2 separate regions of the Mus musculus genome follow, and region 1 is linked to region 2. Evidence: chromatin contacts called from public HiChIP or PLAC-seq data. All regions are on one chromosome and are shown on one strand. The core of a region is the stretch at or near the end of the contact, and the rest is flanking DNA. Distances in the headings are between cores, read along the strand shown.

Region 1 (3,186 bases), core at 324-2,823, 630 kb before region 2:
GCAGTAAGTGGCTTCCAGGGCCTCCCTCCCAGATTCCAGATGCCCACAGATGCACAAGACTCTTACATAAAATGGGATAGTGTTTACATAAAACCCCTGGACATCTTTATGTGTATTTTAAATGATCTCCAGATTGCTTAAATGTAAAATGCAGTATAAATACTGTGTAAATAGTTGTTAATACTATATTATTTGAGAAATAATAGCAAGAAAAACTCTCTATTCATTCAAGACAGACAGCATTTCTTGTGAGGTTAGATGCTGATATCAGAAGGTTCTGGTACCTGGCAGCATCTTCAGAGCTTGTCCAGGCGCAAGGACAAAAGGCCAGCATTGTGTTAGTCCTCTTTCATTGTACTCCTGTTATTTCTAGTGGCAGCATCGGGGTTTAACTTCAGCTTTGAAGGTAGGCACTGATGTACCCACTTAAGAAATGAGGAAGCTGAGGCTTTAAGGTTTACGTTCCTTGATAAGAGTTACGGTTATCGGGTATCCGAGTCCCTGCTTTGTAAGTGTGTCCTTCTGCTTCTCAAAAGCAGCCAAATACCAATCCCTACACTGTGTGGTGCTGAGGAACTACACAAGGAACTGCTCTCACAATATCTCTGCATTGATTTCTAGTGCTCAGAGCGATTCTCTTGATCCTTTTATTTTCCTAGTTGAACAAATATCCAGTCACTTCTCTGTATCGACAGTGACCACATTGCCTACATAGCCTCAGCCGTGTCCCTGTACCCTGGGTAACAGGTCCTCAGCCCCAAGTGACCACAGATACCTGGGAGAAAAGGTTTTTTACAAGCCTTCTTGAATTCTTTCCCTTCATTAGTCTACTGCCTGGGAAAATTCCCAGATTGTCCCTTCCCCCACCCCCAACCCAAAGCCACTTTGTTGCGCTGGCATAATTTCTTACAATAACATTAACATATCACTGGAGCTCATTACCTTTGGTGTAATAGTTCCCTATTGAACTGTGTCAGACTAATTATGTCAGTTCCTTTTCATTCCAGTTTAGTGCTTCTCCTGAGAGTCACAGTGCAGCACTGGTAATAATGATTAAACTGCTGTCTAATGCTCCACTGGATGGCCAAACCAAACAGGGAAATTCCTCGATGAAGATGGGACTCACACAGTCCTGCATTTGATGCAATTTGCTGCTTTAAAAGTCATTCCCTGGTGGCCATTTCTATGTGACATTGCAGGGCTGGCATTGTTGGGGAATGAGAGGGCAAATTAGAGGAGGAAATAACTTTGCAAGACCTGAAGTCACCAAGAAGCAACTCAAGTACTTTCCACTAGCCTGGGGAGCCTTGGAGTTCTGATGGGGACCATCTGGAGCCCAGCTCTGTAGCTCAGCCACTGGAGGTGTGGGTATACAGGAAGAGACCAAAGTAATGAATCAGGACAAGCCAATATCAAATGCTTGAAGCTCTGTTACTAGTGTCAGCTGAAAGAGGCCCTGGAAGATGAATGAAAATGAATCCATTTTCCCCATCCAGTGGTAGTGGGGAGAGCTCTTTGCTGGAGCCCAAGTGAGGCATGCCTTTGTCCTTTTGCATAAAGGGAAGGAATGAACCTCACCCTTTTGCAGGAGCATCGACAGAGGGCTGATGCCCTTTACCACCCACAGGGATGCTAATCTGTTCTAAGAACCTATCACCAACGATTACCATTCTAATAACAGCAGCTAGAATCAAATAAGTGGCTACTTTGTAAAGGCACTGAGTTAAGCTTTCATTTAACATCCAGAAAGAACTTTATGGGGAGGGAGTGTCTTATAGCTCCATTTTGCGGATGAGAATCTAGGTATGGGGAGATGACTTAATTTACACTTAATCTGGGTCGTCTGTGCTTCCACCCTGAGCTGTGTCCTCAAGATACTTTGTTAGCATGGTGAACACTACCTCAATTTTCTCGAGTCAAGAATCAATGGGTAATATCAGTACAGAATGAGCCATTCTGTGGGCAGGTGAGGACACAGGCCTGGAGAGCACAACATTTATTTGATCACAGTGGCTTGTTATGTGCTTGGCTCTATGAGGTGCAAGGGATCCTGGGATCAGTAAGAACTATCATAGACTTTGCTTTCCCAGGGACTTAAATTTATTTTGTAGCATTAAGACAGGATATTGGTACCAAAAAGGTGGGTAGTTCTGTACAAATTTCTAAAAGTATACAATTGACCCTCAAACAGGATACCCTGCAGAGGCTGGAGAGTGGTGGGATACATGCTAGTGAAAGCCCACGTTATGCATGGACTGCTGAAGGTGATTTGATGAGGCCTTGGAAGAAAACAGTGGAGAGCTGCAAAGGGTATCTGAGATATCTTAGAGTATCTGAGACATTAAAAATGTTTAGAAGCATAGATGGTCCATAGTCTATTTTGTTCTGTTATCACAAAGCTATTACCAGAGACTGGGTAACTTATAAAGAAAAGAAACTTGTAGTTCTGGAGAATAGGAAATCGAGTGTCAAGGGGCTAAGATTCAGCAAGGGCTTTTTTTGCTGCTTTGTCTCATGGCTGAAGGTGAAAGGGAGGCATAAGAGGCTAAGAGAGTTTTTCATTTACATTGTTCAATAGGGAACTGTAGTTCTTTGCTAATTTGTGGGTCCTTCTTTCTTCCACCCTTCTTCACCCTTTTCCAACTCCCTAACACTAGATAAAAGAACTCAGATTAAAGTCAGGGGTTGAAATGGGGTGATATCATTCTTAGACAACTTCCTGCCCATTTAGGGGTGTCAAGTTCCTTGGGGCAAATTTGATCGTCACCATTAGGATATCTAATTTCTTCTTATTTCTTCTTTGTGCATGACTACTAACAAACTGCAATCAACAATGACCAGTGACAACAACCAAACCCAACAACCTCCCATCCTGCCTCTCAGGGCCCTAGTGTTTATATACCCTCTGAAAATTCCCCAGAATTACAAACATCAAACAATCACAGAAACTATCTGCAGCTGGCAAAATGACATCCCTGCTAGAGCACAAGACAAATCACAGTCAGCTGCTGAGGACAGTCTGAAGCAGCCCCATATCCCACATCTGGGACTGAAATAAAACACATTCTTATACTATTTTTTGTGTTTTTCAAAGAAACCAAAACTCTGAAATTGTCTCTGCAGGCAAGTAACTCCCATGCTAGTAAGCTCCCACCCACTCTAAAACCTTTGTTCTTTCATAAAAGT
Region 2 (3,360 bases), core at 220-2,719:
TGTTGGCTTTATGCAGCCAGCAGGAGGTGACAGGACCCAGAAGAGTGCTGGCTTCAGGAGTCAAGGGAGAGACCCCAGCTGGAAAAGGGTGGGGTCTGAGGAGCAACAGTGAGGGGGTCAACCCTGGTCACACAGACAACGTCCCTGCATGCATGGCCTTTGGGTCCTTCACCCTGCTACAGTTAGTGAGTGAAGTGTACGGCCAGTCTCTCCACACCCCAGCTACCTCACAGAGCTGCAGAGCACTGGGGATAAACTGGGCTTGCTGATAGAAAGGGAGTGTTTGCAAGTGCTACACACAAATCAACCATTATTATTATAGGGGGTTGGGAGGTAAACACTGAGGTCAGGAGAGGGTCAGACAATCCTGACACCAGGAAGAGGCCTGAAGAGTCTCTAGGAGTCTCACTCCAGGCTGAGGAAAGGAGAGAGGAGGGAGAAGAGAAATTCTTTTTTGAGGACCGATAAGAAGGCCCCATTGTGGTGGCACGCCAGGCCCCTTGATTTCAATCTTGGGGAGGCTGAGTGTGGCCAGTTAGAACCAACCACCTCTAACTCCAGCTCCAGAGGGTCTGACTTCCTCTTCTGTGTCGCCACCACGCCACCCCACAGGCATTTACATGCACAGAGACATATAATTAAAAATAAAAATATTTTTTTTAAAAAAAGTCAAAACCATAAAAATGAAAGCATGGGAGAAAGTGACCCAGCCTGGGTTGCTGTTGTTTGTCGTCGTCGTCTTTGTTTCTTGTTTTGTTTTTTTAGCTTGCTGGCAGACTACAGGAAAGAAAGATTGAAAGATGCGTAGAGCAAGACCCGGCAGAGGAACTGACCTAACTGTGGAGAGGGTGATCTACAGTCTGTCCCCTCCTCTGAGATGTGCTTTCTTGGGCGCCGCCAGCAGGGTGTTTGTTTGAGGAACAGACAGGGGCAGGGCCATCTCGCAGGAAGGAAGAGAATTACGCGGGGAATTTGAAACAAAACTTCCCAGGGATCGCAAAGCTCGGCAGTCCCAGCCTATCGCTTTGACAAAACTACTTATCGTGGGAGAGAAGTTAGGCGGGGTGAAGGACTGAAAGGGGCGCGTGCCCTGGGTGGCGGTGACCTGAACCCCCGCAGCATCCTGCACCCTGACCTGCATGCTTGAAGAAGAGAGCTTGGGAGAACGATGGACTAGGCGCGGTCGCCTGGGACCAAGCAGCCGGGATGTAGGGAGGCGGGCTGGTCGGTAACAGTGATCCGGTGGCGACCTGGACCCCTCTGCGGCGAGCCAGGTGGGGGGTCTACGAACGATGTATGGGCGTGGCCAGGCCAATCCCAAAGCAGGATTTACAGTCACGAGAGAAAAAGACCAATCGAAATCCGGGGCGGCGGTGGTGGATGGCTGATAGGGCCAATGGGCTGCAAGCGCCGGGGCGGGGCGGGGCCGCGCGGAGTTTCAAATCGGCTGCGGTGGGCTAGGAGAGGGTGTTGATCTTCGGGTCCGGGTATCGAGCAGGGAGGTGAGCATGCGGGGTTACCGAGGGGCTTAAGGAGGGGGGTGGGGGACGGTCTCACGGGGAGCTCTGAATGGGGAACGGGTCAGGAGCTCTGGATAGGACCCACAAGACAAAGGGAATGTCTAGGAGTTGCAAACGCCCCATCGGATCCGAGGCCTTGGCTGGATTGCTAAATCTGCTCCGGAGAGGAAAATTTGTGAAAACAGCATACTGCTGGTGCCCTGCGTAAGCGCCGAGGCTCCGTGACCTGTGTGCCACTCCACTTAGCCTATGGGGAATAGGCTAGGATGGAAAGACGGACAAATTGCCGCCTTGCAACGGAGGCAGCTGCTGACCATGATGCCATTGGTCATCTTTCTGGCATCCACAATTGCCCAACAGGCCTACCCCGCGAGGTTCCACTTCATCTCTTTCCCAGTTCCCAAGGTCCCTGGAGCCTTGGAATGGGGTCAGGGAGTACTTTGATGACCTTTTGACCTCCCCAGGATCTAGCGGGCAGCGGAAACTGGACCAAGCACATGGCGTCTCAGTGGCAGGGCATGAGGACCTCTGTGCGCAGACGATCACTCCTAAAGGAGGAACAGCTAGAGAAGAAGGAGGTGACCCGGTCTGCTGGGGGTCATCCGGAGACCGGTCCCTTGGGCTCCCTGTGCAGACAATTCCAAAGGAGGCTGCCTCTGAGAGCGGTCAGCCTGAACCTCGGTAACGGCCCCTCCTGGAAACGCCTGGAAAGTCCAGAGCCAGAGCAGCAAGGTCTTCAGGCTGCAGCTCGCTCAGCCAAAAGCGCCTTGGGTGCCATGTCCCAGGTAACAATGACACCACCAGCCGTCTGTTTACAGAAGCGTCCTTGGTGTTGACTGTCCCTATCCTCAGGGAGACCCCAGGAATATAGACTCCATGGGGTCTTGGGGTTTGATTAGGTTCTTGCCATTTTCCCAGAACCCCGGTCATTCTGGCACATAATAGTTTCCCAACAAATCAGTAGGTGAATAAAGTCATGGAAGAAATTGGTGTTCCCCATGCAAGGTGACCTGCCATGTCCTGTGATAGAAAATTGCAGGAAATGGCTATCTATAAAGAGATACCAGTCTCAAGCTTAGTGGATAAAGACTTCCTAGAATAGGTGACTCTTCCAAGATCACTCAGGAAAGGGGAGGTGTATGTAGGCACAGGGCCAGTGGGATGCTGTGAGTGAGTCCAGCGTGGATGCTGAAGAGAAGAGTCCCCAGTGTGAAGCTAAGCAGTCAGTATAGTGAGAGAGGTGATCCTGTGTGCTGACCCCCATTTAAAGTCTCCCAGTCACACTCTTACACCTTAGCTGTCAACTATTTGGTAGAAAAAGGCAGAGGAGCGGGGCTTGCAGAAAGGGTGCAACTTCCTGAGCGGTTCAGAAGGCAGATTTGAGGGGTGGTGTTTGTGTGTGGTGTGTCCAAGAGCCTTCGAGCAGATATCTTCTTTTAATGTTTTAATATTTATCTATGGGAGGAGCGCTTATGCAGTGGTACTTGTCTGGAGGTCAGAGAAGGAATAAGGTCTCCCTCCACCGTGTGGGTTCTGGAGATCACACGAGTTGCCTGGTTTGGTGGCAAGAAGATGTACCTGTTACGATATCATGTTGACCCCACCTAGGTCTTTAAACCTGGAGCTGGAGATGTGGGCAGGTGTCCCCTGGACAGGACAGAAGCTATGAGAATGAGCAGACCTCTAAGAAGAGAAGGGGGAATGGCCCCTGGCATCTTGCTGGCATTCTGATGGTGTAGGGAGAGAGCAGAGGCCTCTGACGACTCCACAGAGAGGTCTCCTTGCCAAAGTCTAGCTCTGACTTGGAAGAGCCCTAAGATTGCTTTCAACATCGCTATAG

Evidence for each region. HiChIP or PLAC-seq counts read pairs in DNA pulled down with a chosen protein or histone mark.
Region 1: a contact with region 2 is called in an H3K4me3 HiChIP or PLAC-seq map of embryonic basal ganglia, with 5 times the contacts expected there. The contact joins the enhancer-like site here to the promoter of Pimreg in region 2. A contact is called at or near these places in 6 of 39 promoter capture datasets (the C10 cell line, cranial neural crest, embryonic stem cells and 2 more), 7 of 115 datasets of contacts at active chromatin or transcription factors (embryonic basal ganglia, embryonic forebrain, embryonic hindbrain and 4 more) and 1 of 9 other capture datasets (embryonic stem cells).

The regions. Positions count from the first base shown.
Region 1 is chr11:71,414,043-71,417,228 of GRCm38.p6, forward strand. No RefSeq gene overlaps it. Among named protein-coding and RNA genes, the nearest start is that of Gm16013, 21 kb to the right of the region's middle. Within about 2 kb of position 1,574, at least 20 of the 459 cell types and tissues checked have an H3K27ac peak or open chromatin away from gene starts, as enhancers often do. A contact at or near this core is called in embryonic basal ganglia, where this site is marked.
Region 2 is chr11:72,041,033-72,044,392 of GRCm38.p6, forward strand. Pimreg (PICALM interacting mitotic regulator) reads left to right here and starts at 1,470. Exons shown (of 6, transcript NM_144526.3): 1 at 1,470-1,502; 2 at 1,985-2,305. The coding sequence starts at 2,018. It also overlaps a transcript of Aipl1 not described here.